Regions from separate parts of the Mus musculus genome. Here region 2 is linked to region 1. A link is a contact called in public promoter capture Hi-C data. All regions are on one chromosome and are shown on one strand. Each heading gives the region's core, a stretch centred on a gene start, on an enhancer-like site or on the middle of the called end of the contact. The rest is flanking DNA. Distances are from core to core; before and after follow the strand shown.

The links. Capture Hi-C pulls out chosen DNA fragments and counts their contacts.
Region 2: a promoter capture Hi-C map of adipose tissue shows a contact between it and region 1. The contact joins two enhancer-like sites. A contact is called at or near these places in 1 of 15 datasets of contacts at CTCF or cohesin (the NIH/3T3 cell line), 3 of 484 Hi-C or Micro-C datasets (cerebellum, cerebral cortex and frontal cortex), 1 of 115 datasets of contacts at active chromatin or transcription factors (embryonic basal ganglia) and 1 of 9 other capture datasets (adipose tissue).

What each region holds. Positions count from the first base shown.
Region 1 is chr3:135,873,657-135,879,586 of GRCm38.p6, reverse strand. All of the region lies in intron 6 of Slc39a8 (solute carrier family 39 (metal ion transporter), member 8), which reads right to left. Among named protein-coding and RNA genes, the nearest start is that of Gm31243, 25 kb to the left of the region's middle. Within about 2 kb of position 1,361, at least 7 of the 459 cell types and tissues checked have an H3K27ac peak or open chromatin away from gene starts, as enhancers often do. A contact at or near this core is called in adipose tissue, where this site is marked.
Region 2 is chr3:136,762,181-136,768,035 of GRCm38.p6, reverse strand. The region is part of intron 1 of Ppp3ca (protein phosphatase 3, catalytic subunit, alpha isoform); the gene reads right to left. Among named protein-coding and RNA genes, the nearest start is that of Ppp3ca, 95 kb to the right of the region's middle. Within about 2 kb of position 2,400, at least 12 of the 459 cell types and tissues checked have an H3K27ac peak or open chromatin away from gene starts, as enhancers often do. A contact at or near this core is called in adipose tissue, where this site is marked.

The DNA.
Region 1 (5,930 bases), core at 112-2,611:
CTGAAAGAAAGGCCATCCAGGGATTGCCCCTCCGGGGGATCCATTCCATATACAGTCAGTCACCAAACCCAGACACTATTATGGATGCCAACAAGTGCTGGCTGACAGAAGCCTGATATAGCTGTCTCCTGAGGGGCTTTGCCATTGCCTGACAAATACAGAGGTGGATGCTCTCAGCTAACTATTGGACTGAGCACAGCATCCCAAATGGAGAAACTAGAGAAAGGAAGGACCCAAGTTTCTGAATAGGTTTGCAGCCCCATAGTAGGAACAACAATATGAACTAACCAGTACCCCCAGAGCTCCCAGGGACTAAACCACCAACCAACGAGTCCACATGGAGGGACCCATGGCTCCAGCTGCATATGTAGCAGAGGATGGCCTTGTCAGTCATCAATGGTGAGTAGGAGCCCTTGGTCCTGTGAAGTCTCTATGCCAGTGTAGGGGAATGCCAGGGCCAGGAAGAGGGAGTGGGTAGGTTGGTGAGCAGGGGGAGCAGGGAGGAGATGAGGGTTTCCGGAGGGGAAACCAGGAAAGGGGTTAACATTTGAAATATAAATAAAGAAAACATCTAATAAAAAAAGAAAAAATATATACAGTTCCTCATGTTCCCAACCATAAAATTATTTTGTGGCTGGTTCATAACCCTAATTTTGCTACTGTTATGAATTATGATGTAAATATATGTGTTGTGCAATAGTCTTAGGTGACCCTTGTGAAAGGGTCATCTGCCCCCCTCAAGGGGTCATGACCCACAGATTGAGAGCATCTGCTCTACAAGGAGAGAGTCATTTGTAGTCACCATCTTCATCCTTGCTGTTGTTGTTATGAAGTAGTGACCACAAAGTCAAATGGCTTGAGTAGGTCCCAGGCCCTGCTTTAAGCACCTTATATATTTAATTTACCTCAAAAAAATAAATCTGAGGTAAGAAAAACTATTATAATTTCTGTAGAGTGAAAGAAATTAAAGTGGAAAAGTTAGTGAATTTACCTGGAGGTGAAAACAAAGCTGGGTGTCCCCTTTGGCACAGTGGTCACTGACTGATGGCTAAGGAGGGAGGGGAGTCTCCTCTGTGGTGAACCCTAAAAGCACTTCCTATTGAGAATTCTTCCTGAACTCTTAGCCCCAAAACTCTTCTCAACACTTGCACAGAGAGAATGCCATCTTCTCTTTAGACTAGGTCTTCTTATTTCATACCTGTATTTTAAGTGCGTGACAAATGAATGTTAATGAGCTTCGGTGAAAGTGGACCTTGAGTCAGGAAGCAGTGACTGCTCACCTGAAACAAAGGGCGCCATGGGGAAAGCCACAGAGAAAGTGAGCTGGGTGTGGTAAACACGTTGCCCAGTTACACTTAATAGGACAGAGTTGAATTCCAGCAATTGCTTCACTTCCCCACTTGGCTTACCTCACCACTCTTATGCTTATGATTTCCTTATTTCTTGTGATGATTTAGGGAAAAATATGCAAGATCGAGCCTCGGAAACCTACATGCAAGGTGACTCTGCAAACACCTTTGATTCTACAAAACAAATGGCACTGATAAATCCAGCATGACCCTCTTGCCTGCACACACAGGCCTCACTGGCCTTGTTCATTATACTTCCTTCGAGCTCTGTGTGCTCAGGTCTCAAATTAGACCGTTGAGAAAGTTAGGGGCCATACATTGTTAATCGCTTTGCAACAAACCAAAGTCACCCAGGAGGCAAACAATTGCCGTTCTTTCATAATTCACCCAGAGTAAATCACTAAGGAGAGACCACTGAAAAAGCTAACCACACTAGTGGATTTTCCTCTCCTGATCTTCATTTTTAAACTTTTGCTTAGTGCTACAGTTGCAAACCTGCTGCTATCACTTGCTTGCTTGGTTCCTTGTCTGCTTTTATTCTTCAAGATGACTTTGCAATCCTCAGCCACGATAAGGCTAAGGCCTAGTTTTAAAAGACTGTGAGCCCAGGATCTACAGCTGCGTTCAGGGTGGGGGTCGGGGTACTGAGCAGATTGACACTCTGGGCTTCAGCAAGACTCTTTTGTTTCCCACAAATCTTTTATTTAATTTTTTTAATTGAAAACAGATTCTTCTTTCCTATAATACATCCTAGCCAGAATCTCCCTCCCCTCTTCTCCTAGTCAACCTCGAGCTCCGCTCTCTCCCAAGGTAACTCCCCCTCCCTTTTCCTTAAGAAAGGAGCAGACATCCAAGAGACAACCACCAAAGCATAACTAAACAAGATACAATAAGACAAGGCAAAAGCCTTCATATCAAGATTGGCCAAGGCAACCTAATAGGAGAAAAAGAGTCCCAAGACCTGGCAAAATAGACAGAGACATACCTGCTCCCACTGTTAGGAGTCCCCCCCCCCCGAAAAAAAATACCAAGCTACACAACTGTAACATGTGCAGAGGACCCTGCAGGCCCCGTGCTTGTAGCTTCGGTCTCTGTGAGCCCTTATGAGCCCTGCTTAGCTAAGTCAGTGGGCTGTGTTCTCCTGGTGTCCTTGACCCCTCTACTTAATGCCCGTTATTTGATAGATGAATGCAAATGAAATCAGACAAAATGTAGAGTAATCTGAATGAGGGTCGGAAGAATATCACTCCCCGAAATTATGAATGCAGATGGGAGTCTAAGGAGACACCACTGGACACAAGCTGAAGAGGAGGAAGAAGTTAATCCCAGCACTCGAGAGGCAGAGGCAGGCGGATTTCTGAGTTCGAGGCCAGCCTGGTCTACAAAGTGAGTTCCAGGACAGCCTGGAACACAGAGAAACCCTGTCTCGGAAAAAAAAATGCACATATCAGGTGGTTCCCTAGGGGAACAGCTTCAGTAATGCACATGAAGTTGAAGCGGGAGAAGAGGCATGGAAGGGCAAGGAGGGAGCAAGAAGGCAAGTGTGGAGGAATGTGAGGAAGAAAGAGGGGGATAAGGAGGAGGAAGACAGGAGGTGACAGATAAAAGAGGAAGGGACGAGACTAAAAGGGTAGCAGGAAGTGAGAAGGAGATGAGGAGAGGACAAAGAGGTCATGGCTGTCTTCCAGAAGAATACCGATCACATAAATATGGCTCTCCCCTCCATGAAAGACTTTGGAAATTCCTATTTTTCCACATGCAAACATGTCCAAAACACAATGTGAGAATAAAAACAATAAAACTGTGTTTTATAGAAAGGTGGATACCTTTCTAAAAAGTCCTTAATAGACTAAGAACAAATATATTTGAATATATATATATATTCACATACATACAAACATACATACATACATACATACATACATATAAATTCTCATCATAATGCTCTTTGGCAGAAAATGCTGGGGATGCCATTTGTAAAAACATCTTTATATTTTCTAGATATTCTATACATTTTTATGATTTGCATATATTTTTTTAATATGGTGAAAAAGAAAAGAGTGGAGCCATGGTTGGGGGTAGAGACATGGAGGGGGAGAATTCCAAATGGGCATTGTAGATCCTTGAAGACTTGAAAGACCCTACTGCTAACTAGAAGGGTTCTGGTAGCAGGCTGCCTGCAAGGCTTGCTATGCATGAAGGAAAGAGCGACTGTCCCGCTAGAGCAACCCTAGTTTGATTTATGTTTCCAGTTAGCACACATGACATGAGCCAGGATCTGCAAACAGGTTTCTATGGTTTATTGCCTGTAAAGTTTATTGGCGAGAAGACAAAGACAAACAACCATTCTAGAGAAAGGTTAAATTTTGTATTCCTGTGCTGCATGAAGTCAAAAAGGAACGTAACAACCTACAGAAAATTACATTGGTAACAAAAGGGTCTAGATGTCAAGAAATGAAAACTATGTAAATAAAGGTAAAAAAAAATACAATGTGTCCTTGAATGGAAATTAATATAACATAAGTAACAAACTGGAGTTGACAGACATCAACTTTAAACAAAGGGTGGCTTAAGAAAAGCAGTTTGAGCCAGGCGTTGTTGTGCACACCTCTAATCCCTGCAAGCAGGAGGCAGAGGCAGGCACATCTCTGTGAGTTCAAGGCCAGCCTAGTCTACATAAAGAATTGCAGGCAAGCTAGGGTGACATAATGAGGCCCTGTCTCTAAAAGTTAAAAAAAAGAAAACAGAAAAACAAAACAAAACAAAACAAAAACAAAAACTAGGAAGGACGTAAGCCAGTGCTGTAGGAGAATGGTTTGACCCTCTCTAATTCATTCTTCTTCCCAAGGTGTCCTGGGAATGCATCTCCTTTCTCTGCATGGATCATCTGCCTGTTTACTTAGCCTCTTGAAGACAGGTGACCAAGTCACCTTGTAAGAGCTGCCAAGGACCTCACAACTCCAGCTCTGGTAAAGGTCTGATCTCATAAGTTAACAGGAACCAGAAAGTTACAGACTCTGGGAGGGAACGTGAAAAGAATTGTTGTCCTATCCATCCACAGTACTTCACAATTTATATATAAAGCAGGTCTGCTGCTAGCATCTGCATCTTCCCCTGGTCATTACAACACCCTCAAGACTGAAACCACACACATTTCAGTATTTTCATTTTGGAGACACAGAGAATGACCATCTGAGATTAGAAGCAAGATGCTCAAAAAAAATCACACAGTAGTTATGGGGTCAGACTACTTAATAATTCATTGAGTACAGTATCTGTTCCACAGCAGGAACTGTGTTAAGTGAGGTTGTAAATATAAATAAAAGAACCCTCATTTCGTTGCAATTCATAGCCCAGAAAGGAGCATTCAGAATTAGCACTACAAGCATATGATAAATAGCTCAGAAATGACTCAACTCCTCTTCTGCCTCCTCCTCCTCTCTCTGAATATGACTCCTGAAATGTTTGGGTTTTTTGTTTTTGGTTTGGTTTTTGTTTGTTTATTTGTTTTTTTGGTTTGTTTTGTATTTCCACTTGCCACTGGGGAATCCCTACAGAAAGGAAAACAGGAGAAGTCACGTTTTTATTCTTCCAGTTTCTTTGTGTACTCTGCCCACCTCAAGCTGTCTGTATCCCTCAAATGAAGACCACAGTTTCTCTTATGACAACTCTCCTTTCAGGCTCCAGCAGGCCTCTTTGATGTTTATTCACTTCGTTGTGCCACTATTTCCTACTGGAAATCATTGTAGCTGGAAATACCATAGGAAATCAGATCCCCCCCCCAAAAGGAAATGTTAATTTGCTTTTTTCATAAGATTCAAAGTTGAGAGGAAATAGAAGGAGAGCTACAGATCAGGAATATTACATTTCCAAGGGAAGAAAAGAATACAGTCTCTGCAAAGTTCAGGTTCTAGTACGTCCTGACCCTTGGTCCTGATGACCTTTCAGAACCAGTAAAATTGGAAGAGACGATAGCATTCAGAGATGCTACAAAAGATCTTCTGGCAAACTGTGGTCTATCAATCATACACAGACTTCTAGGATTTTAGAGTAAAACAATACCCTCTTTAGCATTAGATGTTGGTTGGTGGGTCCTTACAGAAACTCATCTCTGGCCATAGAAAACCCAGTAGATGCAGGATCATGTGTAACTAACTGGCTATAATCTGATCCAGCAAAGTTTAAAATTTGATATTCACAACTTTGTTCCATTTTTAAACTAATGTGCACCTAAAGAAGAGGTCCACTCGGATCTTGAAGATGCATGCATGTGAGTTATAGTCCCAGATGATTCAGTCTTATGACATTTCACCCTAATTAGCTCTTTTCCCTCAAAACAAAGCTTCAAAAGGAGCTCCCACCAGCCAGCTCACTGTGTCAGATCTGTGAGTGTGTCAGCACCAGCCAGTCTTGCAAGCTTGACCTGAGACACAGCGATAAAGGGCAACCCTCCAAGTTAGAAGGAATTTGGATGCAATGCCTGATTCTCTACTCCCTACAAAGGAGTGGGTCTGAGGTCTCATACTACATAAACCCGGGTGGAACTTTTCAAAGACAAAACTGGAAAATTGGTAGTGAAGA
Region 2 (5,855 bases), core at 1,151-3,650, 890 kb before region 1:
ATGCTGTTATGTGCTATGTACATAACACACAAGAGGAGTTGGGGAGATGGCTCAATGGTTAAGAGCACTTGCTGCAGTGCCAAAGGACCCAAGTTCAGTTCCCAAAACCCACATCTGGAAACAAACAAGGTCCTGAAACTCCAGCTCCAGGGGATCTGACAGCTTTTTCTGGCCTCTGAGCACTCACACTCACATGACATACACTGACACTGGCACACATATATACACATGAAATAAAAACACAACTTATGAAAAACACAAGAAACTACAGCAAAAAGCTAATATGAAATCAATGCCCTTTCTCTTTTCTTCTCTAAAACATGTTATAAATGAAAACTGAATAAAGTCTGTCTTAGACCAAGTTATTTAATAAAGAAATTTTCAACACTTGAAGCAAGGCAATCAATTTGGAAGTTGTTGTGATCAAGATAAAAGTTCGAAGCATGAGAATAAGAGAAAAGTGAGGAGAATTGGAAAATCCATGCTTGCTTTCAACAAAAATATTTATGGAAATGAAACAGTGCTACATAATATGGCCAGGATATTGGTGTTAAAATTCAGTGGGCAAAGTGGTAATGAAGGATGTGAATTTAAGTGGTAAAACAGAATTGGGCTGACCTTACTCTGGCAAGACTGGGATGCATCTGTGTACTTTCTGACACCCAAGGCTTATGGCAACTTTCTTCAGCCCCCACACCTCCACACACAAATATATAATATACACTGGAGATATATATACAAGTACACATAAACACACACATGCACGCTCACAAAAGTGACAGACAGACAGACCGACAGGTACACATGTATACACAAACACACACAGAGACACACACAGAGCGAAACACACATATGTGCACATAAGCAAACACACTGACTTGCATAGGCACAGGTCACAAACATAGATGTTTCAGCCCTTCCTCTGCTCTAGTTGTTACTATATAGAATACGTGGACAAAATTTCCCAATAGACACAAAAAATATTAAACAAATTAGAACCTCCTTAAATCCTAATACTATAGCTGGAAGAAAGTATGTGAAGCAAGAAAAGGCTTTGAACATCCTGGGTAATGCCCTAAGTAATGCCCATTGCTACCAAAGTAGGAGATGGAGCGTGCCCACACACAGGAGCACTGACCATATAAATGAGCCTCCATAGAGACTCTGCCCAGCACTGTGGAAAGCAAGTCAAGTTCTTACAGTGAATGGATCAGCTGGGAGAACCACAGAGCTCACATTTCCACATCCACAGCTGTGCACAGAGAACGTCGGCTTCCTGGAACCTGGCATCTCTCGAAACACCACTTTCACACACACATTCTAAGAACCCTTTCTCCAGATAAAAACCAACAAATTGTCAGAGTATATTGCACTGTTCTTCATGTAAGGACTTCGAAAACTATGCCAACTTGCAAGAGAAATAGTGAGAAACAGTGACGTCACAAAATATCATTTCAAGTAAGTGGGAAAACAACATTGTTCCTGGCGAGGCGGAAGCCTGCCCAGGGTTCAGCAGGTGTTTTGTTCTGTTGTTTTTTTTTTTTTTTTTAATTGCTTTTATTTATGTACATGTACTTGACATATGTATGCAGGTATCCTTGAAGGCCAGAACACGCTGGATCCCCTGGAGTAGAAGTCACAGCAGCTGTGGGTCACCTGACAAAGGTGCTAAGAACCAAACTTGGATCCTCTATGAGAACAGCATATGCTCTCAAACTCCAAGGCATCCAGCCCCAGGAGAATATTCTTTTGAAAAAATATGGATGGCACTTAGTGTATAAATTTTACAGCTCTTTTTAAAATCAGGCAAGGTCTACATTAAATGAGTAAGTACTCCAACCATAAATAAATATAGTTCTACTGGTTAGTTCAATGCTGAAAGCATGGGTGTCAATGGGGTAATGGGATATAAGTGTGTACATTAATATATATGGACATGTGATAGAGTATCGTATTTACTAAAAACAGCATGTGCATAATACAATGGAAAACATGACAGCTAAATACATTTTATACAATGAATGCTGATCATTTTTAGGAGAGTCAGTGGTTTATTCATAATTTAAAAATCAACTGAATCTTCCTTCTGCCTGATGCCTGCTGTTCCCCCAGGCACCCTTCCTGTTATTGGGCTGCAGAGTCATAAAAGCACAACTGTACCAACTGTGCTTTAGTTCCTGCTTCATTGAACAGTCTAAAAAGACAGGGAGCTATAGTTTTGTGTGTATCACTTAATCCCTTCCAGACAGAAACCCAATTCAACAAGTTTTTGCTGATTAATTAGGGGACCACAATAAAGTACAGAACAAAGACAAAACTTCACTTCTCCTGCTCAGTCCTATCTGTGGCCCGTGGAGCTCAGAGGCCTCATCTCCCTCTCTAGGGAGTGCCTTCCCAAGGAAGTCTCTCCATGACTCACATTCTAAACCAGTGCTTATCTGAGGTTGGGATACAATGCGAGAAAATGCGATGTAGCAAATAATTTTAAGCGAGTGTGATGTCTTCATCTTAGAGAAGTACTTAAAACACTTAATGGTGCAAGGAACTAAAATAGAGGTGAACTTTTCAGGCACCCAAAAGGGAGGGGAGTTTCTTTTGATCACCAGGAAAGTCTTCTTCATGTGGTATACACAGAAGGCGGCACAACTGTAAACTATTGCCACGTCGAAACGAGAATTACTGAAACAGTCACAGAAGGGGAATCTTGTGAGAATGGAATTATAATTCAAACTCCTGTACCCACCGCATCTGAAGCGTCTATGAAGGGTAATTATCTAGTTAGTAATCAGATTGAACTATATGCATTTAATTATCCATTTCATTCTGCGACAGGGAAACTCCAAACCAAACTAAGGAGCAGCCTTGATTTTTTTACAAAAAGGAATTTTACATTTTATCTTTCCAATTTGTCTTGAATTAGGATTCCATTTACTTCATGAAAAAAAAAAGTCAAAACACAGTCTCTCTATGCATATTTGGAGGAAAAAAGAATCTTTGTGGTAGCGTTGATTTTGATTACGTTCTTCAGATATGCTTCTGTGAATGCACAACATGCACTGAAATTTGCAAAATTCCAACTATCAAAGACTTCAACTGTAGGAAAAGGATGGGCCTAGCCAGTCCCAGCAAGGAGAAAGGCAACCCAGGTTAACTGCCCAAGGGGCCTCACGTAGCAGTAGCTGTACACACTGCTGTGAGCAGAGTTGTTTAATTAAGAAAGGCTCAGGGAATGCACAAACTCTGCAAAGATAACTTCTGGAAAGCAGAGTTGGTGTGGTCCCATTGGATGATAGACTTGGTTTTCCAATTAACAAAGTGTACATGGCTGGCTCTCTGGGAATTTCTGAATGGAGGCCCAGCATGAAATACCCCAGCATCTCATCTACCAGCATCAAATGACTGAGGAAGGACCTTCTGCTGTAGTATTAGACTGGCTCCAGCAGTTAATGTTAAGTCTAATAATGACTGAATTAGTTCAAAAATGTGCTGCAGAAGGATGCAGAATACACATTTTAAAGAACCAGCTAAGAATTGATTCAATACAGTCTCCGAAATTACTAAAGATAGCCAACACCTTGTAATTCCAAAAAAGTAGTATCGTACTAAAATGATGACTTTAATTCAGTAGTCTGAACATGCATGTGTGCAACATATCCAGGGAGAAAATGTCTGTGGCTTGGAAAGGCCAGCTCTGGGGTCCTAGGTCCAGGCAGCAAGCAGCTCCCTACCCTGGAGTCTAATTTCACCTACTTCCTTAGTGAAAGAAATTATTCTTGGGACTTAGTGGTTGCATTATGAGAACTGGAGCAAACTCAAACACAGAGAAAGGAGGATTGTGAGACAACCCCTGCTCTCAAAGCTGCATTCCCACGAACTCTATTTTGATATAATCATTGGTCTAAAAAGTAAATCTTGACTAAAAGAAAAGAAAGGGAAAGAAAACAAACAGTCAGGGAGGCTGGTAACAGGCAAGGAAGGGGAGGGGTGAATTTAGAATGGGTTAATAAAATCTGAGTCCTTAGGAAGTGGTTGCAAGCTTGTTGGTCTCCACAGTTCCCAAGGCCAAATTTCAGCTAATCATTCCCTTGTGTGCTGTTTCCAGCCTTGTCCACAGGGCATCTGGGAAAGAAGTGGAAAGAGGCAAACGGAGACACACGGAGGCACAGGGAGTACAGCGGGGCCCAGGGAGGCACCATGGCTCCCAGAGTGGAAACTGGCTTAAGAGGAGCCTGTAAGAGAGGGGAAGGACAACAGAAATGGTGATGGATGGGAGGAAATTCCCAGGAATGGGAACGGAAATGGAGGGAAAGGATGTTCAAGTTATGTGGGGATATTTGAGGTTATTGACCTCTGAGAATACAGACAGGTATGGAGGCTTGTGCAGACTGACAGAGAATCAAACGTGTTCTACAAGTTATACAAAATAAAACTTTAGAAATATTTAATCGTAAATAAAATACACTCTCTGACTCGTGTGTGAGTGTGTGTATGTTGTGTGAGTGTGTGTGTATGTGTGTGTGTGAGTGTGTGTGTATGTGTGTGAGTGTGTGTATGTGTGTGAGTGTGTGTGTATGTGTGTGTCTGTGTGTGCATGTGTGTGTGTGAGTGTGTGTGTCTCTGTGTGTGTGTGTGTGTGCATGCATGCCTGTTCCTGCCCTCCTCTATGTAAGTGTATACATTATTTCTATCCCCTCTTGTAGGTCTCACTGGAGGTACTTTTAAGACTCACATCACCTTAGCTTAGCATAGTTTTCATTGTTTTTACAGGCATTATCAAGGGAAAGATACTGTTAGCTCACTGATAACTTGTTAGCAACTGGAAGATGGGCCCAAATTGTGGAATAAGTAAAAACATATTCATTGTTTTCAATGAAGCCTGCCTCCCTTCTGGCCTTTTTCCTAACTGCAGCCCCACACATTCCCATCAAAAAGCCTCAAGAATCAGCTGCATGAAATGGCACTGCCAACCTAAAAGGCCAGTGTCTCTTTGGTGAAATCTCTATTAGATGTTAATATCTTGCAAGTTGTTTACATACTACACCTTATAAGCTCTTTAATTTCCACTTCCTGACACTCCCAGCTGGTTTCTCCTTCTTACAACATACCCCATGGTCCTCCCAGACTCTTATACATTCTCACAAGTCTCTCTCCTTCCCATCTTCCTCAACTCAGAATTTTTTTTTAACTCTATAGTCAGGGCTTCAATGAACCATCTTCAAAGCCCACTGTCATCCAAAAGATATGTGGTAAATAGAAAAAAATTTTAAGAATCCATTTGCAGACATCAGAATCTACTTTTTCCTCAAACCCTCAGCACAAGAACGGGCCAGAAGTCCTTCTCCAGCTATGACTGTCTTCATAGCAAGTGCCCCTGTCCTGTCACTGAGACACTGATCTTACTTACTTCAGAAGCCCAGAGCGCATCAAACCACCCAGTGTGAGTCTGGAGTGCCAGTCCTGGGAGGGAGAAATAGTGAATATCAAAGATAGAATTTATGTTCATCAGGCATTAGGGTCTAAAACTTATCAGGCCACTTATCTTAAAACTGGAAATCAGAACTGAGATACTTAGCAATGTAGCAGTAGTTTATAGAAACGAGAAACAGAAATGAAGGCACACGTTTTCTTAGCAAAAGTTGTCCGATTTGTTCTGGTGGTTTGACCATTAAAGACTAGTTTTAGACTGTGAGGCAGGAGAGAGAGAGAGAACAGAAAGAGCAATAGACATCCCAACCCATAGACTCTACATTAGTTAAATCTCCAGAGAGCTTAATAAACTGAGAAACCCTCTCAACCTTAAGTACTTTCTCCAGTCCTGGACCCACCAGGGCATCATTTCCTACTACTTACTTGTA